Linked DNA regions of Mus musculus: regions 2 and 3 are each linked to region 1. Evidence: chromatin contacts called from public HiChIP or PLAC-seq and promoter capture Hi-C data. All regions are on one chromosome and are shown on one strand. The core of a region is the stretch at or near the end of the contact, and the rest is flanking DNA. Distances in the headings are between cores, read along the strand shown.

What was found. HiChIP or PLAC-seq counts read pairs in DNA pulled down with a chosen protein or histone mark. Capture Hi-C pulls out chosen DNA fragments and counts their contacts.
Region 2: a contact with region 1 is called in an H3K27ac HiChIP or PLAC-seq map of embryonic stem cells, with 5 read pairs. The contact joins the enhancer-like site here to the promoter of Pxn in region 1. A contact is called at or near these places in 2 of 39 promoter capture datasets (erythroid cells and neural stem cells), 2 of 115 datasets of contacts at active chromatin or transcription factors (both in embryonic stem cells) and 2 of 9 other capture datasets (adipose tissue and pancreatic islet).
Region 3: a promoter capture Hi-C map of liver shows a contact between it and region 1. The contact joins the promoter of Pla2g1b here to the promoter of Pxn in region 1. A contact is called at or near these places in 1 of 39 promoter capture datasets (erythroid cells), 6 of 115 datasets of contacts at active chromatin or transcription factors (embryonic stem cells, heart atrium and intestinal villus epithelium) and 3 of 9 other capture datasets (adipose tissue, liver and pancreatic islet).

Annotation. Positions count from the first base shown.
Region 1 is chr5:115,503,914-115,508,491 of GRCm38.p6, forward strand. Pxn (paxillin) reads left to right here and starts at 2,763. Exons shown (of 12, transcript NM_133915.3): 1 at 2,763-2,955. The coding sequence starts at 2,943.
Region 2 is chr5:115,442,514-115,447,091 of GRCm38.p6, forward strand. It overlaps Msi1 (musashi RNA-binding protein 1), which reads left to right. Exons shown (of 15, transcript NM_008629.2): 10 at 2,882-2,962. Among named protein-coding and RNA genes, the nearest start is that of Msi1, 15 kb to the left of the region's middle. Within about 2 kb of position 1,823, at least 8 of the 459 cell types and tissues checked have an H3K27ac peak or open chromatin away from gene starts, as enhancers often do. A contact at or near this core is called in embryonic stem cells, where this site is marked.
Region 3 is chr5:115,463,685-115,468,262 of GRCm38.p6, forward strand. Pla2g1b (phospholipase A2, group IB, pancreas) reads left to right here and starts at 2,458. Exons shown (of 4, transcript NM_011107.2): 1 at 2,458-2,636. The coding sequence starts at 2,603.

The sequences.
Region 1 (4,578 bases), core at 1,513-4,012:
TGCAAGAGGATCAGAAAGTCCAAGGCCATCTTTGGCCTTTGTTTTAAGGCTGTCCTGGGATACATGAGACCCAAAACAAAGCGAAACAATAACAATATCACAAACGCCTATTAGTCACATTATTGGACTTCAAATAGTTTTAATTTTGTCTCTTAGTTTATCTGTATTTTTTTGTAAAGATTTATTATACATAAGAACACTGTAGCTGTCTTCAGAGGCACCACAAGAGAGCATCAGATCTCATTACAGATGGTTATGAGCCACCACGTGGTTGCTGGGATTTGAACTCAGGACCTTCAGAAGAGCAGTCAGTGCTCTTAACTGCTGAGCCATCTCTCCAGCCTCTCTTCTTTATTTTTATTTTACAAATCACTTGTCTTAGTTACCTTTTCAATTGCTGTGACAAAACACCACAAGCCAGGCTGTGTTAATAGAGCAGTTCATTGGAAGCTTGCTGTTCCCAAGGGCAATGCCCATGATCACCAAGTGGGGGGAGTCAGGCAGCAGGCAGTCGGGCCTGGCGCGGGAGCCGTAAACTAAAAGTTTAGGTCTTGATCTATGAAAAGGAAGCAGACAGAGAGTGGGAATGGAGTGGCGCTTTTGAAACTTCAAAGCTTGCTTCCTAGTGACACACCTCCTCCAGCAAAGACCACACCTCCCAGTCCTTCCCAAACAGATCCACAGGCTGGGGAACCGAGTGTTCAAATATATGAGCCTGTGGGGCCAATCTCATTCAAACCACCACAGTGTACACTTTCTACTATTAGGGATGGGAGTACTGCAGACTAAATCCAGGGCTTCAGGCACTTTAAGCAGGTGCTTTGTCACTGAGACAAAAAACATTTTTTTTTCTTCTTTTGGTTTTCAAGACAGGGTTTTTCTGTATAGCCCTGCCTGTCTGGGAACTCACTCTGTAGACCAGGCTGGCCTTGAACTCAGAAATCCACCTCCCTCTGCCTCCCAAATGCTGGGATTAAAGGGATGCACTACCACTGCCCGGCTGTTGTGTTGTTTTTTGAGACGGGTTTTTCTATTACGTAATTCTGGTTGTCCTGGAACTCACAGAGATCTACCTGCTTCTACCTCCTGGGTGCTAGAATTAAATGTATGTGCCACCATGCCTGGCCAACAGTTTACATTTTTATTTGTCAATGATTTTAGATAGAGTCTTATATAGCCCAGGGTAGTTTCATAATCAATATTTAGCTAAGGATGGCCTTGAATTTCTTATTCTCCTGCTTCCACTTCCTAAGGGTGGGGATTTAAGTCCTATGTTACTTGTTGGGCTGGTCTTGAAGTATGTATGTATGTATGTATGTATGTTTTGAGACAGGGTCTTATGTAGCCCTGGCTGGCTTTGAACTGAACTGACTGTGTGGTGTTAAGGACAACTTTGAACTCCTGATAAACTTGCCTCTGCCTACTAAATTCTGGGATTATAGTCTTGTGCCACCACACTCAGTTTGTGTGTGTGTGTGTGTGTGTATTTATTTTTAAAAGTTTTCAAAAAATTTAAAATTTGAGACAGGTCTTCCTATAAATTGCCCAGTTTAGTCCTTACTCTTTCTCTAGTCCAGTGTAATCTTGAATTTGAAGACCTGCCTGCATCTCCCAACTAGCTGAGATTATAGTCCTGAGCTACTACACCAGGCTTTTATCATCCAGTTTCTGAGTCCCCTGGGCAAATCTGCCAGGATCCGGGAATGAAGTTTTGGTAGTTTTTGCTTTGCTGTAATGTGGGGTAAATCTACCTTGTGCAGAATTTTGGCAGTCTCTAGGAAGGGGGAAGCAGGGAAAGGGGTAAAATGAAAGGTTTCATAAGCTCTAAAGTACTGGATCTGGGGCCAGAGTTGGTCGCAGCCACTGCTGATGTTACCAGTCAGGACAAAGGTCTCAGGTTCCAGCCTGGCTGGAGGTACAAAGAGACCCTGTTTCTCCGGGCAGTGGTGGTGCATGCCTTTAATCCCAGCACTCAGGAGGCAGAGGCAGGCGGATTTCTGAGGCCAGCCTGGTCTATAGAGTGAATTCCAGGACAGCCAGGGCTACACAGAGAAACCCTGTCTCGAAAAACCAAAGAGAGGGCTGGTGAGATGGCTCAGTGGGTAAGAGCACCCGACTGCTCTTCCGAAGGTCCAGAGTTCAAATCCCAGTAACCACATGGTGGCTCGCAACCATCTGTAACGAGATATGACGCCCTCTTCTGAAGACAGCTACAGTGTACTTACATGTAATAAATAAATAAATCTTTAAAAAAAAAAACCATGAATTGTTTCAACATTAATTCAAATGAATACTTTAAAAAAAAAAAAAAAGAAAAACCAAAGAGAGAGACAGAGAGAGAGAGAGAGACAGAGAGAGAGAGACCCTGAGAGAGAGAGACAGAGAGACAGAGAGAGAGAGAGAGACCCTGTTTCACAAAAACTACATCTGGGATATTATTCTGGGATGACTAGCACTGCCATCAGTCCAAAGGCTCCAGGCAAGCCGATTTAATCCTCCTGGGAGGTGACCTACAGGGACAGGTGGACAAATCCGACTCTCTTGAGTGACAAATCTGCCACCGACTCTCTTGAGTGACTAGTCTGCCAGAAGGTCGGGTCAGACTGAACGCAGAGGTTCATGGCCTATAGACGCCACCAGCCTGTCCAGCCGCCAGGGGGCGCCACGACCACGCCCAGCTTTCGCCCCCTGCGGGATTGGGCGTGCTGGGGGGGTGGGGGGTCGGAGGCGGGGCGTGGCCAGCGTGCACGCGGGGGCGGGGCTATCCTGTCGCGGGCGCGCGCGCCGGCGGCGGCGGCGGTGGTGGAGGAGGAGGCAGCGCGGCAGCGGGTTCCGTTCCGGGCCGAGGCTGGACGCGGAAAAGTTGCGGGGCGGCGAGGAGCAGCCCGGAGACGGGCAGCGAGGGCGACATCGAGCCGGGGACTGGCGTCTGAGGACCAGCCATGGACGACCTCGGTGAGTGCGGGAGACGGAGGGCGGAGCGGCCGGGGCCCGGCGGCCGCCGATCCCACCCTAGCGCCCGGCTGGGCTGCGGTGCCTACGGCCCGGGGCTGTGCTGGCCGCTCTTCGCTGCGGCGCCTGAGGACCTCGATCCCGTACTGGGTGTTCAGGGACCCACCTCTGGGAGAGGCGCCCCGCTCCCGGGGCAGACCTCCTTGGCTTGCAGGAGACCCTCACTTGGCTTCCCCACCCCCACCTCAGAGCGTCTGCCTATGGGACTCGGTCTCAGAGGCTGTTTCTTCTATGACCCCCCTCTGTTCCCTCCAGGCCACCTTCCACTTTGCACACTGCCCCCAGACCCCCCACCCCGTTTCAGGGATATAGCCCCTTTCGAGAGAGCCCACCCATTTCCTATCACAGCCCACAGAAAAGCTTGTGAGGACCACACCCCCATTCTAATGACAAGTGTCCCCGGGGGTACTGCATATACACCCCCCCCCAACCCCCACCACACACCGTTTCAAGTCTGGTCACCCTGTATTACAAGATCAAGTTTAAACTTAGAAAGGCAAGTTTGGGGGGGTGGTGGCTTATGACTCCCGCCTCTCACCCACCGTTCCCAGACCCTGGTGACATGCCAGAGGAATGAGAAGGGGAATGGGCCGCAGGCTACGGCCATCTCTGAACGTGTCCTGGCTGGCAAGGTCCCCCACCCCCAGCATCAGAGCTGCTGGAAACCCCACAGGTAAAGAGGACAGGACACCCAGAACAGAGTTTTAACTGTCCTCGTGTTATTGGAGCCCAGAGGCCATTCTTTTCAGCCCACACTTGGTCTGCTGTTAGGACAGAGGAAAGGAAAGACTCTCCTGGAAGTGGATTTTAAACCCAAGGGGGTTGATTCAAGGCTTCTAGGAATGCCCAGTGAATCCCAGCGTGAAGGAGCCCCTGTCTTCCCCTCCCCGGAGGGCCCCTCAGCTGAGGAGGTGTGTGTGGGATAAAGTCCCTTCTCTGTAGGAGCCTTGTCTTCACTCTCTGGACTGTGGGTGGCTTGTATGACCGCTGGTGCCATCCGTGTCCCTGGCTCTGAGGAGCAGATTCACTAGATAAGACTGAGGGACCTCTCAGGCAACACAGGGTACCAAGTTAAGACTGGTCATTTTTAAAACTGGCTACAGTTTCCTTGTGGGATCAGGGAGCTGGTGTAACATCCTGGAGGCTGGGATGGTGTTGGGTCCTGCTTGGTTCACGGAGTGGGCTGTCTGCCAGGCATAGCTATGCTTTTGGGTCAGGCTTGGCACGTCCGTTCCCGATGCACTCAAGGTTGGCGTAGCTTCCAGGCAGGTATTTTTAATTTTTATTCTTCCACATAAAAATACCTGAGCTTTCGAAAGGAGGCCGGGGTGATGAGCTTTTGAGTAGGTATCTGAATGTGTAAGGGGTTCCCCCGGTGGGGACGAGGGGAATCTAGTCACAGCACCTCACAGGCTGGTTGAGGGCCCTGTTGCTTCTGGACAGTCCCCGTGCTGTTTGAAGGACTGAGGAAGTCTTTGTAGTGTCCGCAGAGCTCGGAATTCCCGGCTTCTGACTGTCTTCCATTTAGGGCCAGCACACTGAGTTGTCTTTGAAAGGAAAGAGTGC
Region 2 (4,578 bases), core at 573-3,072, 62 kb before region 1:
GTTTTTTGAGACAGGGTTTCTCTGTGTAGCCTTGGCTGTCCTGGAATTCACTCACTTTGTGGACCAGGCTGGCCTCGAACTCAGAAATCCACCTGCCTCTGCCTCCCAAGTGCTGGGTTGTTTTGTTTGTTTGTTTTTGAGACAGGGTTTCTCTGTGTAGCCCTGACTATCCTGGACTGGAACTCACTCTGTAGACCAGGCTGCCTTCGAACTCAGAGATCCGCCTGCCTCTGCCTCCCAAGTGCTGGGATTAAAGGTGTGTACGACCACTGCCTAGTGTCTTCTTCCAGAGAAGTTCTGAGTTCAATTCTCAGCAACCACATGGGGTGACTCACAACCATCTGTAATGGGATCTGTCGCCCTCTTCTGGCGAGCAGGTGTATGTGCAGATACTCATACATTAATTTTTGTTTGGTTGGGTTTTTGTTTGTTTGTTTGTTTTTTGTTTTTTGAGACAAGGTTTCTCTGTGCAGCCCTGGCTGTCCTGGAACTCACTCTGTAGACCAGGCTGGTCTAGAACTCAGAAATCCACCTGCCTCTGCCTCCCAAGTACACCACTATGCCCGGCCACATTAATTTTTTTTTTAAAAAAGGTGAATTTCACAAAAGTACCTAGATCATGAGGTGTTATATGTATGCTCAGTCCTTAGGGAGCACACATGAGAGGGCACTCGAGCACATACACACATACACACACACACATATATATATATACATACATACAGAGATACACATACATATACATACACACATAGAGACACACAGACACACACACATCATAATACAGGCACACAGACTCACACATACATATACACATACATACATATACACACATACTCACATGCATATGCACACACACACAGAGACACAGAGTAAACAGGCTGGAAAGCCAGCTCAGCAGTTAAAAGTCATAACTGCCTTTGTAGAGAACCCGGGTTTCACTCCCTGGACTCATGCCTGCCCACACCCACACGGCCAGTTCCAGGGAATCCCGCAGCTCCTCACTTTCCCCGTGCAGGCAATATGCATAGACCAGACATATACACAAACACATACATACAAATAATCAAGGGTGAAGACAAACATTGAGAAGATGAACATACGGCCAGGGGGAGTTAGTGGCTAGCCTGTTCCAGGACAAGGCTGGAGAGATGAAGAAGTGCTGAGCCATCTCTCCAGCCCAGTATGTGTGAGTTTTTCCTGAGTCTTTTGAGGAAAGGTCTTTTCCTTAAAACTGGTTTTTTTTTTTTAAAGACAGGATCTGTTGGTAACTGGGTAACCTGGAACTTGCTCTGTAGACCAGGCTGGCTTTAAGCTTACAGAGATCTGCCTGCCTCTGCCTCTCCCTTCAACTGCCATAATGTATTTTTTTAATCTTTATAATTGTGGGCACATACGGGGGGGGGGGGTGTTAGCGCATTATAGTTTTATATTGATGAAATATTTACATCTAATGTACTATTTCCTACTATTATTAGTTGACCGAAAAATTTTTTTGCTATTGCCAGCTTGTTTGTTTGTTTGTTTGTTTGTGACAGCGTCTCACTTTTTAGCCCTGGCTGTCCTGGGCCAGGCTGGCCTCAGATTTACAGAGGTCCACCTGCCTCTGTCTCTCAAGGGCTGGGATTAAAGGTATGTGGTATCATGCCTGGCTCTATTTTATTTTAATTTTTTTGAGACGGACCCATGTAGCCCAGGATAGTCTAGAACTGGTTCGTAACCAAGGATGACCTTGAACTCTCTACCTCGCTGAGGTGACCAGCTTAGGGTGTGTTGGAGGTGGAGCTCTCTCAAAGCAAGTCTTGGTCCTCCCCGGACCGTCTGGGGCTGGAATGAGGCGGTTCACTGCCTCTCTTTTGTTGTCTTCCCATCCAGCACTTTGAGAAACACCTTTGTCTGCGGTCAGTTGTTTTTGGCTTAAGTGATTTCGAACAGCTATAGAAAAAAGTAATAAATGGTGCAGTCAGTCGGGAGCTGCGGGGATGGCCCAGTGGGTAGAGCATCAGCTGCGCAGTCACGGGGAGTTCTTATCCACAGCGCTGTCGTGAAAGCATGCATCTGGAACCTAGTGCTGGGGCCTTCCTGGTCACACAGTGTAGACGGTGGGGAAGCTCTAGGCCCTGGGAGAGACCCAGCCTCAAAATAAAATAAGGCAGAGAGCAACAGGAAAGGACACTCGTGAGTTGCTGAGCCCTTGCATGCATACACACCCATGCACCACACATGCTGAGCCTGCAAGGGCTGGTGAGGGAGAACCAGGGAGCTAATCGGATCTGAACCGGAATTCCAGTGCTCCGTGAGCACTGACAGAAGGCTTTCTTCTTCTGGGTGATAGAATGCCCACCCTCAGAGGAATCGCGGGACGACGCAGGAGGAACTGTAGCCTCCGTGCAGAGAGAGGAGAGACCTGCCTGACACCAGCGTAACAAGGCCTCAGTGGTCTCGTGTGGGTGCCACGGGCAGAGATGGCATTGTGTGCAAGGGCCCTGGTCTGATCTCTGCAAACTCTTGAGAAACAGCAAGTCGGGGCGTAGAGGCAGGAAGAGAAAGCTGTGTGAGAGATCGGGAGCAGAAGAAGATGGGAGCCCGGGTGGGAAGAGTTGGGTAACAGGGTTGTGTTGTTCTTATCCAGTTTCAGCTCTCTGTGCCTCAGTTTCCGTGTGAGCCCCTCACCAGGCCTCCCTGATACAGCACTTGAGAGGTCTTGTAAGATGATAAACGCTGTGCCCAGCTTGGGGCTTGGTGCATAGAAGTCTACTGGAAACCTAAGGCTTATCTGTGACAAGCTAGCTGTAGGAAGACTATGAGCACCCTCAGATCCAAGCTGGCCTTGCCCCCCGCTGAGGGCAAGGTTTCTCACCCCGTCGCTTTGTCCCATCAGGTTACCCAGGGTTCCAAGCCACGACCTACGCCAGCCGGAGTTACACAGGCCTTGCCCCTGGTTACACCTACCAGTTCCCCGGTAAGTCCCCCTGGGTGTCTCTCCACATGTCCAGCATGTCCCCAGTTCCAGACAGTGTGACTCCTCCTCAGGGTGGCGGGCATCTAGAGTGCATGGCCGGATGCTTGGAAGGAAGGGCGTGTCCGAGGAGTCTCTTTCTCCCACCCCCTCCACCGAGAGTGTGGGGATCCTGGTGTAGCCCTGCATGGTACAGTTTTGCCCAGGCCATCCATTCTCTGCCTGTTTTCTGACTTTCTCCATCCCTGCCCGACTTAAAAATTGCCAGTCCCTCCAAAGACAGCCCTGGACTTGGGGTGGGGGTGGGGGCTTCTCCAAGGGCCATTGGGATTCACGTCCTCACAAAGGTACTTAAAGGTGCTGTACTGAGTCTTCACGGGGTACCGAGTGCTGTATAGAGCCTGAGAGCTTACCCGCTGAACCTTAAAGCTACAAAATAAAGATAACACTAGACCTATATTTTAAACAGAAATACAAAACCCTGGGCTGTCGTGTTAGTATTTAGCATTGTTTCCTGTTAAGTATCAAATCATTTCCAGACCCTTGGTTGGTTGTCTCTGTAGTGCTGGGAGTGGACTGGACCTCACACGTGCTCCGCCAGAGCCACGTCCCAAGTATTATTCATCTGTCGTTGAGGTAGAGCCTAGGCAGGCCTCAAGTTCACCATGTAGCCACCTACTCCTCCTCTTCTGTGCTGTGGCTGGTTACGGGCAGTGAACCCAGGGCCTCCGGGATGTTAAGCAAGGCCTCTACCACTGAGCTACACATCCCAGTCCGTTTGGGTCTTATTTCCTGGAGGGGTCCCTAAGCATTTACCTCCCCTGTCCTTGGGCTGTTTGTTTAGCTTGCAGTCCTTAGTACACACCACAGACACCTAGCCCTCTCGGGGATCCTGTTGTAGAGATGAGAAACTGCTCAGAGGACAGAAGAGTTGCTACAAAGATTCGACTGGGAAGTGGTGTCACTAGGGACTGACCCCAGTTAAGAATACTGGCTGTTCCGGAGGACGAAGGTTCAGTCCCCGGCACCCTTATGGTGGCTTGCAACTGTCTGTAACTCCGTTTACAGGGCATCTAAAACATCCTTCAGAATTCGAAAGGCCCCAGGCATACACGTGGCATGCATATATAATATATATATATACATATATATGCATATATATATATGTATATATATATACCTACCTGTCGGCGAAACACCCATACACATAAAATAAATAACCCTTTAAAAAACGGAACAGAAACGGGGCCCCAGGGTGCAGATCAGTAAGAGAGTGCTTCTCTTACTGATCTAGCCTATGTAAAGTCCTGGGCTCAGTTCTCAGCACCAAACCTTGGGAATCCCACTGCTGGTGGTGCCTTGTGCGCAGGATTAGGCGGCATCTCTAGTTTCGTTCATTCTCCCTTTCATATCATCTGTCTGTCTGTCGGTTGGTCTGTCTGTCTCTCTCTCTCTCTCTCTCTCTCTCACCCCTCTGCCCCACCTCACCTACTGAGACTGTGCACTTTCCATTCCCAGTTCTTGAGTCCCGTGCATGACCCGCCCCCTCGCCCCTGGTCCCCGTGGGTGCGTTTCTCCCTGCCCCCTGTCCCCCGCCAGGGGCCATGCCAAAGGGGCTC
Region 3 (4,578 bases), core at 1,208-3,707, 41 kb before region 1:
AGCCGGGCGTGGTGGCGCATGCCTTTGATCCCAGCACTTGGGAGGAAGAGGCAGGTGAATTTCTGAGTTCGAGACCAGCCTGGTCTACAAAGTGAGTTCCAGGACAACCAGGGCTACACAGAGAAACCCTGTCTCGAAGAAAAAAAAAGGGGGGGGGGACTCTATGGGGTAGGGGTAGGGGTCCTGATGAGATGGCTCAGTGACTGCTCTTCCAGGTCTTGAGTTCAATTCCCAGCAACCACATGATGGGTCACAACCATCTGTAATGGGATCTGACGCCCTCTTCAGGCAAGTGGATGCATATGCAGCAGAGCACTAATACATGCAATAGAATTAAATAATTTTTTTTAAAAAGGACTCTGAGGGCAGTGATGGAAGCTGAGCTAGACTTACTAAGCTAGAAATTTAAAGAATTTGTTCACCCACAAAATTCGTTCACCCCTTTAATCCCAGCACTTGGGAGGCAGAAGCAGGCAGATTTCTGAATTAGAGGCCAGCCTGGTCTCCTGGTCTACAGAGTGAGTTCCAGGACAGTCAGGGCTATACAGAGAAACCCTGTCTCAAAAAAAAAAAAAAAAAAAAAAAAAAAAAAAAAGTTCCCAAGTTCTAGTCTGTAGGCGTTTACAGACTATACATTAACTGCTAAGTCCTTGACTGTTCCAAGAGTCATTCTGGTCTGATTCCACATCTCCAAAATTTTCTCACAAACCTGCACTGGGAAGCAAAAATATGATGTTTTCAGAGTGGGAAGAAACTAAGATGCGTGGCTTGGAGTTTGACAGACATAAGCATGAACCAACCTTGCCTTGCTTACTCACAGTCTGTGACCTTAGGCAAATTATTTCACCTCTCTGAACGCCTTTCCTCATCTGTAGAGGGCATGGTAGATAGAACCATTCAATGACACCGCCCCCACGCAAACCCAAGCATTCCAGACACAAAGGCAGGAGTCATCTCCACCCTGCCTTCCTCCCCGACTTCTTACGGTGTCTAACAGGATAGTTGCCCCAGGTCCCTTGAAGCTAGGCTAAGGAGCCGTGCGAGGAGGCAGGAGTATCAGAAGCTCAGGGTCAGGCTTCAGGTTAAGATCATACCGCTGTGGCAGAGCACCAAGTTCCATTCCCAGCATTCACGTCGGTGGCTCAGAACCCCTGTAACTGACTCCCTCTTCTGGTCTGTGTGGCGTCTGCACTCTCACATGCACACACAAGGGAGCTAGTGAGATAGATCGCGCTTAAGAGCGCTGGCTGTGCTGAGGTTTTCATCTTTGCCCGTCTATTGTAATGCAAAGTGCGAGCCCCCAATACCTCTGACCCTGCCCCAACTTATTTCTGATTGGTAAATAAAGATGCAGACAGCCAATAGCTGGGCAGAAGAGACATACGTGGGGTTTAGGTGTTTAGGTTTCCCACTCTTGGGGTCAGAGAAGAAGGAGAGGAGAAGAGGAAGGAGAGGCCATCTTTGGTTAGGAAAAAGGGAAAACGTCACCACGTGGGCTGACCAATTGGAGATAAGAGCAGTCCAGATGAAATATAGTAAGTAATAACTCGGGGTTATCGATAGGAAGGTAGATTCTAATAGCCCAGAGGGTAGGCAGCTGCCCAGCAACTATGCTGCTTGAAGCTTATTGTTGTGTGTGTTCCGGAGTCTAAATGGTCTAAGGTGGGGTAGAAACCTTGGGCCTGGGGCTGGCGAGATGGCTCAGCGGGTAAGAGCACCAACTGCACTCCCGAACGAACTGAGTTCGAATCCCAGCAACCACATGGTGGCTCACAACCACCCATAATAAGATCTGATGTTGGTGTCTGAAGACAGCAACAGTGGACTTATTATAATATAATAAATAAATCTTTGGGCCAGAGCAAGCGAGGCCGACCAGAGCGAGCAGAGGTCCTAAAATTCAATTCCCAACAACCACATGAAGGCTCACAACCATCTGTACAGCTACAGTGTACTCATATACATAAAAATAAGTAAATAAATATCTAAAAGAAAGAAAGAAACCTCGGGCTGAGATTTAAAGTAATTTCTACAACAGGCAGTCTGTTCTTTCAGAGGTCTGAGTTCAATTCCCAGCAACTACAAGGTGGCTCATGACTGTCTGTAAAAGGGATCTGATGCCCTCTTCTGGACTACAGGTGTACCTGCGGACAGAGCACTCATACGTAAATGAGTGCATTTTTAAAAATATATTTTTTTTTAAATCTAAAAAAAAAAAAATTTAAGGCTATCCTCAGCTACACAGCAAGATTGAGGCCAGCCTGGGCTAGAAACCTTGTCTCAAAAAAAAAATTAATAAAGTAAAGAGGAGTTCAAAGATGTCCCATGAGTTCCAGGGCAACCTGAGACTTGTCATAATGGGGTTAGGGGGAGTAGTAAAGGATTCCAAGATCTGGAAACCATCCCCTTGGGGAGGAAGTGCCAGGCGCAAATCTGTGGCATTATTTTCTCTTACAGGCAAATCCCTCTGTGTTGTTCCCCCGATAGACCAAGGCCAGCCCAGAGTGGCTAAGAGCAAAGCAAACAGCCTTATCTTGGGAGCGTGGGGCCCCATGTATAAAAGAGGGAAGTCACTGGAGTTCTCCCCTCACTCCTTCTGAAGATGAAACTCCTTCTGCTGGCTGCTCTGCTCACAGGTAGGCCCCTCTGTCGCCTCTCTCTGAGCACCTTACGGTCTCCCTCTTCTCCAATGCCTCCCTCCCACTGGTCACGCTGGAATTGTTTGGCATTCTCCTTAGGGTCTAATAGCCTCTGGGTTGGGGTCTCCTCTTCACCCCAGTGTTCAGGACAGCTGGTGCTTTTCGACCTCTGGGTCTGAACTCAGATGACCCCTTAGAAAATGCTCCCTCATTTGCCTACCCAAGCAAAGGAAGCCCCCTTCTGCCTCTGATGTCTTCTTGCCCTGGCACCACTTTCCTTGGCCTTGCCAGTGCCCTAACAACTTTTCCTTTTCTTTTTCTTTAAAAAAAAATTTTTTTCCCCAAGTAGTACTAATGTCTTTAATCCCAGCTCTCAGAAGGCAGAGGCCAGCAGATCTCTGTAAGTTCGAGGCCAGTCTTGTCTACAAAGCAAGTTTCAGGACAGTCAGAGCTACACAGAGAAACCCTCTCTCTCTATATATAGATATAGATAGGGTTTCTTTGTATAGTCCTGGCTGTCCTGATATATATATATATATATATCATTATGTGTCTGAGCGTTTTGCCTGCACATATGGTATATATTGTGTGAGCAGTGCCTGCAGAGACCAGAAGAAGGGTCAGATCCTGTAGCACTGGAGTTGTAAATAACTATGAGCTGCCTGCCATATGGGTGCTAGAACCAGACCTGAATCCCATGGAAGGAACGAAAGTGTTCATGACTTCTGAGCCATCTCTCCAACCGACCCCCTTATCATCATCACCATCAATAGTAATCATTATTATTTTATTGATATGACCTTGCTATATGGCTCAAGATGTCTCCTCTCCACAGTATAGCCCAGCCTTGGGACCCTCCTCTCTCAGCCTCTGAAGTGTTAGGATTCCATCTGTGCCTGGCTTGAGTCTGCAATTTTTGTTTTATTTTGTTTTGGTTTTCGAGATAGGGTTTCTTTGTATAGTCCTGGCTGTCCTGGAACTCACTTTGTAGACCAGGCTGGCCTCGAACTCAGAAATCCGCCTGCCTCTGCCTCCCAAGTGCTGGGACTAAAGGTGTGCACCGCCACCACGCCCAGCTGATTCATTTACATATTCAGGCACCATCTGCATACAGGCATTACATCCCCAGCTCCGTGAACAGAAACAGATTTGGGCCCTGTGCACGGAGTCACCTGTAGTTGGCACGTAAGTCGTTTCTATTCACCCAGCAATGATTGAGACCTGCAATCAGGCTGTAGACTGAGCCTCAGAGATAAAAGCGTCGTGTGCCTGTTCCAAAAGCACATGTGTTTGCGCACACGCGCACACTCTGTGCGTTAGTTATGACTGTGTCTAGCTTCTGTAAAGCATATGTCTAGCTGTGTCACCTAGGGATACAGCCCCTACTTACTGCCACCACAGGGGTCACCCACATCGTGGGAAAAGCCAGCTGCTCCCTTTCTTTGTCCCTGGGGTCTCCCCACAAATGGTTAGCCAGAATGAGCCCAAAAATAGAGTAAGCAGGGCAGGGTCTTACGCGCCCTTGATCTCCACGCTCAGGAGGCTGAGGCAGGAGGATTTCTAGTTTGATGTCAGCCTTGTTTACATAGGAAGACCCCATTGTGGTGCTCACACTCATCATTCTAGCTCTCCAGAGGCTGAGGCAGAAGGATTGTCATGAATTCAAGGCCAGCCTATTTTTACAATGTTAGCTCCTGTCTCAGAAAGAATGAATAAAGGAGGCCAAGCAAGGTGCTGCTGCGTGCCTTCAATCCCAGCACTAGGGAAACAGAGGCAGGAAACTGTGAATTCAAAACCAGCCTGGTCTACAGAGTGAGTTCATGCCAGCCAGGACAGTATAGTGAGTGAGACCTTGTCTCAAAAAGATAAAAAAGAGAATGGAAGAAAGATGAAAAGATGGAACTGGACAACGTGTGAGACGATAAGGCAGCATGGTGAC